2 separate regions of the Mus musculus genome follow, and region 2 is linked to region 1. Evidence: chromatin contacts called from public HiChIP or PLAC-seq data. All regions are on one chromosome and are shown on one strand. The core of a region is the stretch at or near the end of the contact, and the rest is flanking DNA. Distances in the headings are between cores, read along the strand shown. Region 1 overlaps Gm52714 (a long non-coding RNA gene). Region 2 holds the start of 9430015G10Rik (RIKEN cDNA 9430015G10 gene).

Region 1 (5,332 bases), core at 2,029-4,528:
AATGAATAGTGTCACCTTGGGGGACACAGTTTGCTTCATGAAAGCCTCCCAGGGCAGCGGTTCTCAAGTTTCCAAATGTAAATATCTGTGTTTTCTGATGGTCTTAGGTGACCCCTGTGAAAGGGTCATTCAAACCCAAAGGGGTCCTAACACACAAGCTGAAAGCCACTGCCCTAGGTTGAGCTTTGTCCTTCCCTGGGTTCATCCACTCTGGGAAGATGGATTAAGGATGTATTAATGTCTCCTCTGGGAAACCTCTCATGGCATACCTTAGAATTGTCTCTACTGACTGCTGAGCTCTGTGACCCCAGAGTTCCTCTTCAGACATTAGGCCCTTCCTGAACAGCCATGGTTATTTCAAGTGGTAGATGGTTATTTCAGGCTCTGGAAGGGATCCTGAGGAAAAGAACACAGTAAGCATCGCTTTGCAAACACGATAAAAACCAGGAGGATATCAAGTAGACCCTCCACTGTGCCTTTCATAACTCTATTTCTCCTTCATTGTCATCATCTAACAAAAAGGAAGCAGCAGGCTACAGCTAATGAGTAGGTGTGTGCCACACTCACACTTAGGTGTGGCTGCCTGTTTGCAAACACAAGAATGTGTATCTGCATATTTGCCAGTATGTACACAGTCATGTTCTCATGTTCATATTCTAGTACATACACACATTCCCCCACAAACCTGTTTGTACACTTGGATGCCTGCCTTCATGCAAACACCTACACATGTGTAGCTACATGCTTGCTAGTATATACACAGCCATGTTTATATACTTGAATTGCATACCTTCTCACACAAGGCTGTTTGTAAATACATGCTTATATACCTACACGTGTAGCTTCCTTTTTACTTCTGGGTAGTGCCCCAGGATGCCAGATATTCTAGAAGTCAGGAAACACATATGATCATGGGTGGGCAGTTACTCCATGAAGTTACTGAGAGTCTAGATTTATGGAACCACAAATAGCACTTGGAGGAAGGTCTGGGACTCTTCTGAATGAGATTTAGGGGAAATCTAGTACATGGGCCCCTGAGTTAGATTGCAGTCATATTGGGAGAGATAGAGTCCTGGAACCCAGCCCCACTTTGTTCTAGGTATCACCATACCAGTATTGAACAGTTAGCTTAGTATCTGCCCCTTTACACAGGAGTCCTGGAGGTGGGACTTCTCTTTGTGGCACCTGGCAGGAAGAAAGAAAGATGAGGATACCATAGCTTAAATCACACCATAGTTCTACATCCCTGAGAGCAAGCCTGTTCCTTTATGGCTTGGGCTTAGAAGGAGAGATGGCCCCTGAGGTCTGATCTAGCCAAGACCCTGCATTGCTATGGCCTCCTCCAAGATTTCCCCGCCTGTGTCACTCTTTCTCCAATCCTTTGTTTTCACAGCTGACATAGCATCAGGAGACATCCCTCTTCTTGCAGTTGAGGCATACTCTTGCCCCCTGAGTGCCTGGACTCTCTATTCTTTTGAGGGCTGTCTGTACCCACTTTTCCTGGGGTACACATCAAGCTGCCATGACCTGGACCTGGACCTCATGTTCTGCCTGCTCAGGGTTCTCTGGTTGGCCCCTAATGCTCATGTCCCTCTCTGCTCCCTCAGCTCCTGAACATGTGTCCTCACGCTCCTAAAGGAGACTTTTCTTCCACCCATTGACTGTCACTGTCAAAGTCTCTTTTTTGCTTCTCCCCTTCTAATGAACTCGGTCTGATGTCCCACGCTCACGCGTAGTTTGAACAAAGGTGACCAAAGGTGATGGGGGATTGGCAGACTTCTTTCCATCACACATAACAGTGTCATAATAAAATATTTACTCCCAGATTCTTTTCCAACATCGTCTTCCTGTCTGGAAACACAGCTATGCTGCTACTACACATGGATTAATGAGGCTGGCCTGACCAGGCCGTGGCAGAGAGCATAGGCCCTCATTACCTGTCAGCTCTGATTCCATTGAACTTTGGGGTTTCCTATGGGACCCTCTGTCTTGGCCCTCCAAGACCATAGAACAGACCATGAACAGTTGCATGTCTTCCTTCACAACAAAGGATGAAAAACTGCAGTGAGAATTGTTTACACTTTTAGCTATGAAATTGAGGGCCTGTCTCTGGGTCCCCTGGCCAGGCACAAAAGGCCATAACTGTATATACTGTACCCTATTCCTAGGACATGTCCAGAATAGACTCAGCCCAGAGAGATAGAGACTGGTGAGTGGTGAGGCCAAGGAACACTGCTCAAAGTGTTTCTCTCAGATGATAAAATATGCCTGGAACTGGATCTGATGGTTACTGAAATGCTTTGAATGTGTGTGAAGTGTGATAAATCACTCCCTAAAACAATTCATTTTATGCTATGTGAATTTGACCCCAATTAGAAATAAACTCTAATGCGGAACACAGAAACACATTCTCCAACCTCACATGTTTTAGTCCAGATCTAGGTGCAGTATAACTGTATTGTACTTCCTCAAGCACCTGACTCAGGCTCCCATATCAACAGGGTTTTTTGGTTTTTTTTGTTTTTTTTGTTTTTTTGTTTTTTTGTTTTCCGCTGGTTACATCACTTCAGCTCTAAACCCTAGCTTTGTCACCCCAGCCTACCACCCTAGGCCTGATTCCTGGATTTCTCTGAGTACTTGGCAGAGCACAGTGGTCTTTTGTGTCTGAGACTAGGAAGCCACTGAGCCCCCACTTCACTCCAGGGGCTCTGAAAAACAAGCCTTCTTGCTGCTGGGGAGTTACAGCCCCTGAGCACAATTAGACACCAAAAGTAGAAAAGGGTGGTGATTTTCTGACTCCGCCCACCCCTTGAGGCCTGGGGCTGTCTCCATGACACTTTCCTTTGGAGACCAATTACCTAGGTGGAGACCCAGAGGTCTTGTTAAGAATCCAGAATTGCTGTGCAAGGGAGGGGGAGGATCGGGACATAAAGAATGGCTGGTTTGAGGCTCTGGGCAGCTGGGTGCCTGAAGGGGCTGAAGGGCCTCACTTGGCCCACTGGGCTCAGGCCTCTGCCAGGAGCAAGGGTCCCAAGGGTGGGCAAAATAATTTTGTATGACAGAGCTTTCCTTCTGCCGGGCCATAGGCCACTGCAGCCTCCTTTCTGTGCTGGGGTTGCATCAGACATTGCCTTAGGGGCCCAGCTGTGACACCTGGGGCTTGGGGGGTGCAGAAAACAGGGTGGCATTCTCTCCTGTAGCTCTGTCATCAGGCACAGGGCTTTGGTTTTAAGCTGGAACACCTGCTCAGTTCTCCCGCCTCAGCCTCTGGGGATGGGGACCCTGCTTCCTGTGGGGTTTCTGCTTCCTCCGCTATGCAAGCTGAAAAGAGACTTGTAACCCAGAGCAGTGCTGCGCCAGCGTCCCCGTCATCTTCCAAAGCCCACATGGCAGGAGCTATTCTCCTTCACTTTCCTATACCTGCCCCCTAACCTCATGCGCAGCAAGAGCAGCTAAGCTCTCCACATGCGCTCCACCAGGGATTTAACTCTGAGAAACCTATGACAGGGTGACAGGGTCACCTTTGCTTCTGCTTAGCCTGGGCCTCTAGAAACCTCCCCCCCTGCTCAAGACGGCATCTGCTCTTAAAGGAACCTGGCATTTCTAGGTCTTGCCTCCCTCTTCCTCAGAAGCCATCCACTAAGCTGGTCCATTCCCTCTACACTAGTGTTCCAGCTTTCCCCAATTCCTGACCCATGGGCCAGTCAGTCCTACCTGAAGCCAAATCTGGCTCTGCAGAGAAAGATGACAGCAGCCAAAGGAATTACACACACACACACACACACACACACACACACACACACACACACACGCACGCGCGCGCGCGGAAGAGAAGACATCTTTGCTTCTCTGGAAACAAAGGCAAAGAAAGGCCTGCGTGACCCACAGTGGTTGACTTACTAACCCCACCTGACCTTTCTCTGACCCCCATCTGTTGAGGCCTCACAGGCCCCTCACAGGCTGGGTCACTTACCTCAGACCTTGATATAAAAATAAAATATTCTGATTTCTACCTACAGCCTGCAGAGGCACCAAGATGAGGTGCTTTATCCAAAGGCACAAGAAGAGAGAAGGAGGCACTGGACACCCGAGTTACACGGGGTTAGTAGTGAGGACAGAGGAGAAGAGATTAGAGGCTATAGGTCAGAAGAGCACTTAGGAGCCAAGTGGCTGCTGTGGTGCCACTTCTTCTATCAGCACCCAGAACTGCAATGGCTTGGACAAAAGTGTAATGCTCACTTTAAATGCTCAGTGTAAATGCTTAGGAGTCCCAAAGTAGGGCATGGCAAGGTGTCTATTGGCTTTCGACTAGTTACTGCCTTGAGCACCCCGAGTGTTTGTAACGGGGACTTCCCTGTTCCTATTCAGGGTGGTCAGATATTTGACCTGGGGTGCTAGGAGTCAGTATGGCCACCGGGAACAAAGAAAAGCAGGGGCCAGGAGGCCTGGGGGCCAGCCACCAAGGGCTACCATGCTCCCTTAGAATACTCTTTGCCCAACTCAGGCAAGGCTTCCTGCAGGCTCAGGGCCCAGCCCAGAGAAGTGGAGTTGAGAGAAGTGAAGGCCAGCATACTGGCCTTACTCCATAGGTCTGGAGGGCTTCCTTGAAGCCCATGCTGCCCCATAGGACTTCCTGCCCCAAGAGAGAGACCCAACCCTATTATCAATTGCTTGGCTCTAGCTTGGACTCAAGAGTCCATACCTTTCTCCTGAATCGAAGATTTTCAAATTAGATGCTAATGCAGACGCCAGGTGCTGCCTTTGCATGCAAATCTGTTACCTGTACCAATGTCGTCTTCTTCCAGAGCTCGGGCTTGAGGCAGAGCCGTAAGCGAGGAAAAAGCTAGGCTCCAACAGCTATGTGTAAATTCTCTGCAACTCCGCAGTGTGGCTGCGCTACTTTCGTGGAGATACCAGGAAATACCGTGTCTAGCACTATCCATGGGTACACAGAGCCAGACTTTCTTATACTGATTGACACAGGACAGATTTGCGCACAGGGACACCCAGAAGTAATAATGGGTCTCTTCTTCTGCCATCTTTGATCAAAGCCTGAACAGCATTTATATACTCTCAGGGGAAGGCTCAGCATCAAAACTCTTTATTTACAGTTACTTGGTTTTGGTATTTTTTAGATAAAAGTGTTTCAATATTTTGCACAAGCTGGTATCCAGCTCTTTGGCTCAAGGGACCCCTTTGCCTCAGCTTCTTGGACATAAGTTGGGTTAAAGTGTGCACCACCACATCCAACTCAAAGCCACCTTTTGTTGTTGTGTTTTATTTTTGAGACAGGATCTCACACTTTAGGCCAAGCTAACCTCAAACTTCCTCT
Region 2 (5,105 bases), core at 1,203-3,702, 40 kb before region 1:
CTCTTCTTTTACCCTGCGGATTTCAGAGATCAAATTCAGGTTGTCAGCCTTGGCTGTAAACCCCTTTATCCACTGAGCCATGTCACTGGTTCAGCCATTCTGAATGTACTTTTTAAGTTTCTGATTATTTGTTTATGTCATATTTACACATCTGCTAAGACATGCATGGAGGTCAGAAGACGACTTGTGAGAGGCAGTTCTCTTCTTTCACTATGTGGGTCCTACACATACTTTCCTGTTGTGCGTGGTGTATACACGTGTTTAGAAGTGTGTGTACACCAGAAGTCAGCAGTGACTACTCTCCACCTTATTTTGTGTAGTGCATGTGTGCATGGGTTCACTTTCCCACGGCACGTGTGGTGCTCAGAGACAGGAGATGCATGTCTTCCTCTATCACTCTCCACCATTGTTTGTTTGTTTGTTTGTTTTGGAGACAGGTCTCTCTATAATCCTGGCTGTCCTAGAACTAGCTGTGAAGACCAGCTGGCCTTGAACTCACAGCGATTCCCCTGCCTCTGCTTCTCTGGTGCTGGAATTAGAGGTGGGTCATAGGATCTTTCACTGAACCCAGACCTCATCACCTTTGCTGGATGGTCAGCCTGCCCTGAGGAGTTGCTTGTTTTCCTTCTACTCAAACTGGGATGAGGGAGGTACGCCACCTGCTCTTTCAATAGGGACTGGGAATCTGAATTCAGGCTCTCATGCTTACACACGCATTTTACCCTCAGCCATCTACCCAGTCCCCATCCACTGTATTTTTTGAGACAGGCTCTTTCATTGAACCGGGAGCTCATTGATGCGGCTCAGCTGACCAATCAATGAGCTCAAGAACCCATCTGACTCCATTCCTCACATTAATGTGGGCACTGTGGCTACAAACTCATCCTCATACTTGTTCTGCAGGCACTTTTAACTGAGCTATCTTTGCCACACCTTTTTATTTTTTTGAATTAGGATCTCATTATGAAGGCCAACCTTGCCTGGAACTCACTGCATCACTATGTAGACCAGGTTGGTCTTCAACTCCTGCCCCTGCCTCCCAAAGTGCTAGGGTTACAAGCATGGGATTACAGACCACTGTGCATGTGTGTGCAGTCTTATGTATTTCAGGCTGGTCTCAAACTATGTAGTAGATGATGTCTTTCAAGCTGATTTTCTTTTGAGATAGATTCTCATCATTAGGTAGCTACACAAGGAGTAGCATTGTTGAATACCTGTTCTTACCCACTATCCTGGAGCCTGGAACTCAAGAGATTTGCCTGCCTCTGCCTCCGAGGTGCTGGGAATGTGTGCCACCATTGCCTGGTAGCAATGTTCTTTTAATGAGTTACCTTATAGATCCAAATTAACATGAACAAATGCAAGCCAGTTCCGAAAGGTTGTGACAGATGCTGCTAGTGGACAAAAGAGCTCACCTAAGATGAGTTAAACTCATCAAGATATGTGCTTGCTTTGTTTTGGGGAAGATTATTAAGGCCAGGATATGGAAGTCAAGAAAAGAAACTATTAGCCGAGTTACGGGGCCACATGCCTTTAATCCCAGCCTAGTCTACAGAATGAGTTCCAGGCCAACCTGTCTCAAAAAAAGAAAGAAAAGGAAGGGGGGATGGGGGGGGGTGGAGAAAGAAACTATCTGCATAATTCAGATCTGTAGTTCCTTCTACGAGCTTCTAAAAATAAAAACGGACTCAAATTATTGTCTAGCTCTTAACGTAGTTACCAAACTATGTTTGTAACCTGGCTCAACCTGGTGAAGCCAACCCATGACTTTCTTGCGGGATTTATTGTAGAGGAGAAGCAAAATGTGAGAAAGCCCCAGATTCAAATCCTGCCCCCACCCCACCTCGGCCACACACAGCACCACAAACCCACAAATTAAAAACAAAACAAAACAAACAAACAAACAAACAAAAAAAAACAGTTTTGCCTTCTTTGTACACTGCAGTGAGACTAAGAAAACCCAACAAGATTACGAGACAACGGCAGGGGTTACATGGCCAACCCCTTTCCCAAAACAATAAAAAAACAAAATACTGGGCTAAGTTCGACACCTTTACATTTAATGCGCCGAAACGCGGGAGGATGTGTAACTCGCTGATATAGTGGCTCTCACGGCAAAGTCCTCAAGAAGAGCACATCCCGCGGGAGGACCTCGCCCCCTTCACGACACCAACCCATCTCCCACGTCCTCCACCTCCGTGCAGCTCGCGGTCCATGTCCCCTGCAACCTCCCCGTCCCTCCATCCACCACGCTCCACTCCCGGCTCCGTCCGTACCGCCTCCTCACTGACAAGATGGCAGGCAGCGAGGGAGGCGCTGCCCCGCTAGGCCCTGCATTAGTCTCAGAGTCCCAGAGTCTGCGCTACCCGCGGCCTTTACGGCGTCGCTGCAGCCGCCACCTCCGCCAGAGCAGGGCCCTCACTCACCACTCGCCAGCCGAGCTCCTTTCGTACCGGCCGCCCTGCGCGCGCCCCGCGAGCGTCTCTGGGATTTGTAGTCTCTGGCCCGCCCCCGCCCAGGCCGTGGCGAGGGCAAAAAAACTACAACTCCTAGCGGCCCCTTCGCCCAAGTGCGTTTACCCAGGATTCCGTCCTGGCAGCGGGTTTGCGTTCCCAGCGCTGACTGGGAAATGTAGTCCAAGAGGACTTGAGCCTAGGGAGGGAAGGAAACGACTACATTCCCCAATAGTTCTAGGGGCGGCCAATCATCGTAGTCCTTGTTAGGTGGCCGGCCTTGGTTCTAAGCAAGGCTATGGAGTGTAACGTCCGCCTCGCTCCAAGAGGGTCACAAAAGAATTCAAAGCTGGAGCCGGGTGTCGGGGCGCACGCCTTTAATCCCAGCACTGGAAGGCAGAGACAGGCGGATTTCTGAGTTCGAGGCCAGCCTGGTCTACAAAGTGAGTGCCAGGGCTATATAGAGAAACCCTGTCTCAAAAAAAAAAAAAAAAGAATCAGAACTGCCAATCAAGGCTATGGTAGCCTTTGAAATATTTAACTGGCTATAGTTCGTGATTTGGCTAGCCCCATTTCAAGATGAAGACAAAGTTCAAATTCATTCTTTTGTAAAAATCGGGACTTTCTAATACATCTTTGGCGTGTCTGCTTAGGGAGCTGGACTCTGGTTCCTCCCAAATGGGAAGCCACACCCACTCTTAAGCCGAGCATGGTGCCTCTGGGGTCACCAAGTGGAATGCTTAGGAGGAGTCTTGTCTCTGGGCTGCCTGATCGCCCCGGCCTCTCACTTTGGAGGCCTCGGGTACTTAGGCTTCTTCACAGAAGCTAAAACTCCATGGACGCCCCACAGTAACACAAGGAGGAGGCACTGTACTTTTTTTTTTTTTAAAGATTTATTTATTATTATATGTAAGTACACTGTAGCTGTCCTCAGACACCCCAGAAGAGGGCGTCAGTTCTCATTATGGATGATTGTGAGTCACCATGTGGTTGCTGGGATTTGAACTCAGGACTTTCAGAAGAGCAGTCAGTGCTCTTACCCACTGAGCCATCTCACCAGCCCTGGCACTGTACTTTTTGAAAGCTTACATCTTCTCTGAAGTGAGGTAGAACCACTAGACCGCCCCTGGAAAAGAGCAAAACTGTGTGCACCAGGGCTCTGTTTTGAACAAAGATTAGAGAGTATCTGTCAGGCTTGGTCCTGTTTTTTTCACCCTGCTCTCTGCTAGGCCTTCCTCACTTCCTCATGACCTCAGTTTCTCTGATCTGGTAGAGCTGGTCAGACAACTCAGCATTCTTTGCACCACCGCGATTTACTCCTCTCTGGAATTCTACCCTAAGGCCCAGTGGATCTAAGAATAAAGCTGTGGTCTTTCTTGGCCAGCCGCAGTGACTACAGCAGCACGGGGGGGGGGGGGGGGGTGTGGGGGGGGGACTGTGGTAAAATGGACGAGATTCTTCCTAAATTAGTGACATCAGGACAGACAGGATTTCTGTCTGTGTTGCTTTTTTTGTACTTCCTCTGGGCTACCCCCAGGACCTCTAGTATTTCTGGCAAGTATTAGGAAAAGACAGATGACTTTGAAAGGGTTGTGTGTGTGTGTTCATCAGAGACTTGACATCCACGGAGCGTTGGTAGGCAGTGAGTATGAGGGAAGAGTCATACGCAGGACACTAGCACCTCTTCTTTCACTATAAATGCTTCTGCTAGGATGGAAAGGTGTCTGCGGGCTCAGGAACCCAAGAACCACACAGCTCTGAGAGGAAGCCTCCTCGCATTGCAGCTCCCAGGGGAGGGATCCCCAACTGAGCTGAGGAGCTCAGGACCCTCAACTTCTTAGCTTCTTTTCTTGGCTTCTTCCAATGACAGAGTAACTCCAGGCAGTGAATCTCACAAAGGCTATTTATTCAAGGGAAGAATCCAGGAAGAGGGACAAATCCAGGGACAGATGCCCTCTGCTCCCAGGAGTGAACATCAGGGAAATGGGCACAGGGCAGTGAAAATAAGAATTTTTGAGAGGGCGGAGCTTCTCAGGGCAGAGATGACCAGAGTGAGGATTTCAAGTCCTGAGCTTGGGAATCTCAAAGATTGGTAGACTTTCATGCTCAGGGGTTAGTGGGGTGTGTGTGTGTGTGTGTGTGTGTGTGTGTGTGTGTGTGTGTGTGTGTGTGTGAAGTTCAGGGATTGGTAGTTTTTTCCCGCTTGGGGATTTGTGGGTTTTCCACCCCCTTTTCCCTGCGTTGGGCCCAGGGTTGCCATCTCCGTGGAGCTGATAGCAGACCTATCCCCAGCCCATTTTGTAATATTACTGTAGTCAGTAGGTTTATTTGGCCTTGGAGGGTAAGGGTAGCCTTAAGGTTTTCTGAACCTCAAATCCCTATACACAGAATTCACCACTCTAACTCTTGCAAAGCGCTGTCTAATCCAGTTATAGTCAAGAGCACAAGATTTTAAGTTTCCTTGGTCATCTGAGTATAGACTTAAGATTGCTTCTTTATCGGCCAGCAGTCAGGAAAGCAGGGGCAGGAGTATCTCTTAGTTCGAGACCAGCCTGGTCTACAAAGCAAGTTCCAGGACAGGCAGGGTTATTATACAGAGAAACTCTGTCCCAAGGGAAAAAAATAAGCTTACCATGCTGAAAGCATCTTTGT

Evidence for each region. HiChIP or PLAC-seq counts read pairs in DNA pulled down with a chosen protein or histone mark.
Region 2: a contact with region 1 is called in an H3K27ac HiChIP or PLAC-seq map of the HPC-7 cell line, with 5 times the contacts expected there. The contact joins the promoter of 9430015G10Rik here to the enhancer-like site in region 1. A contact is called at or near these places in 2 of 39 promoter capture datasets (the C10 cell line and macrophages), 1 of 15 datasets of contacts at CTCF or cohesin (pro-B cells), 13 of 484 Hi-C or Micro-C datasets (CD4 T cells, CD8 T cells, LSK cells and 10 more), 7 of 115 datasets of contacts at active chromatin or transcription factors (the 230-238 cell line, the HPC-7 cell line, embryonic stem cells and 2 more) and 2 of 9 other capture datasets (adipose tissue and liver).

Annotation. Positions count from the first base shown.
Region 1 is chr4:156,068,362-156,073,693 of GRCm38.p6, reverse strand. Gm52714 (a long non-coding RNA gene) reads right to left here. Exons shown (of 3, transcript XR_003955326.1): 2 at 1,112-1,185; 3 at 277-396. Among named protein-coding and RNA genes, the nearest start is that of Gm52714, 6.8 kb to the right of the region's middle. Within about 2 kb of position 3,278, at least 82 of the 459 cell types and tissues checked have an H3K27ac peak or open chromatin away from gene starts, as enhancers often do. A contact at or near this core is called in the 230-238 cell line, CD8 T cells, the HPC-7 cell line and 7 more, where this site is marked.
Region 2 is chr4:156,107,345-156,112,449 of GRCm38.p6, reverse strand. 9430015G10Rik (RIKEN cDNA 9430015G10 gene) reads right to left here and starts at 2,452. Exons shown (of 10, transcript NM_177205.1): 1 at 2,277-2,452.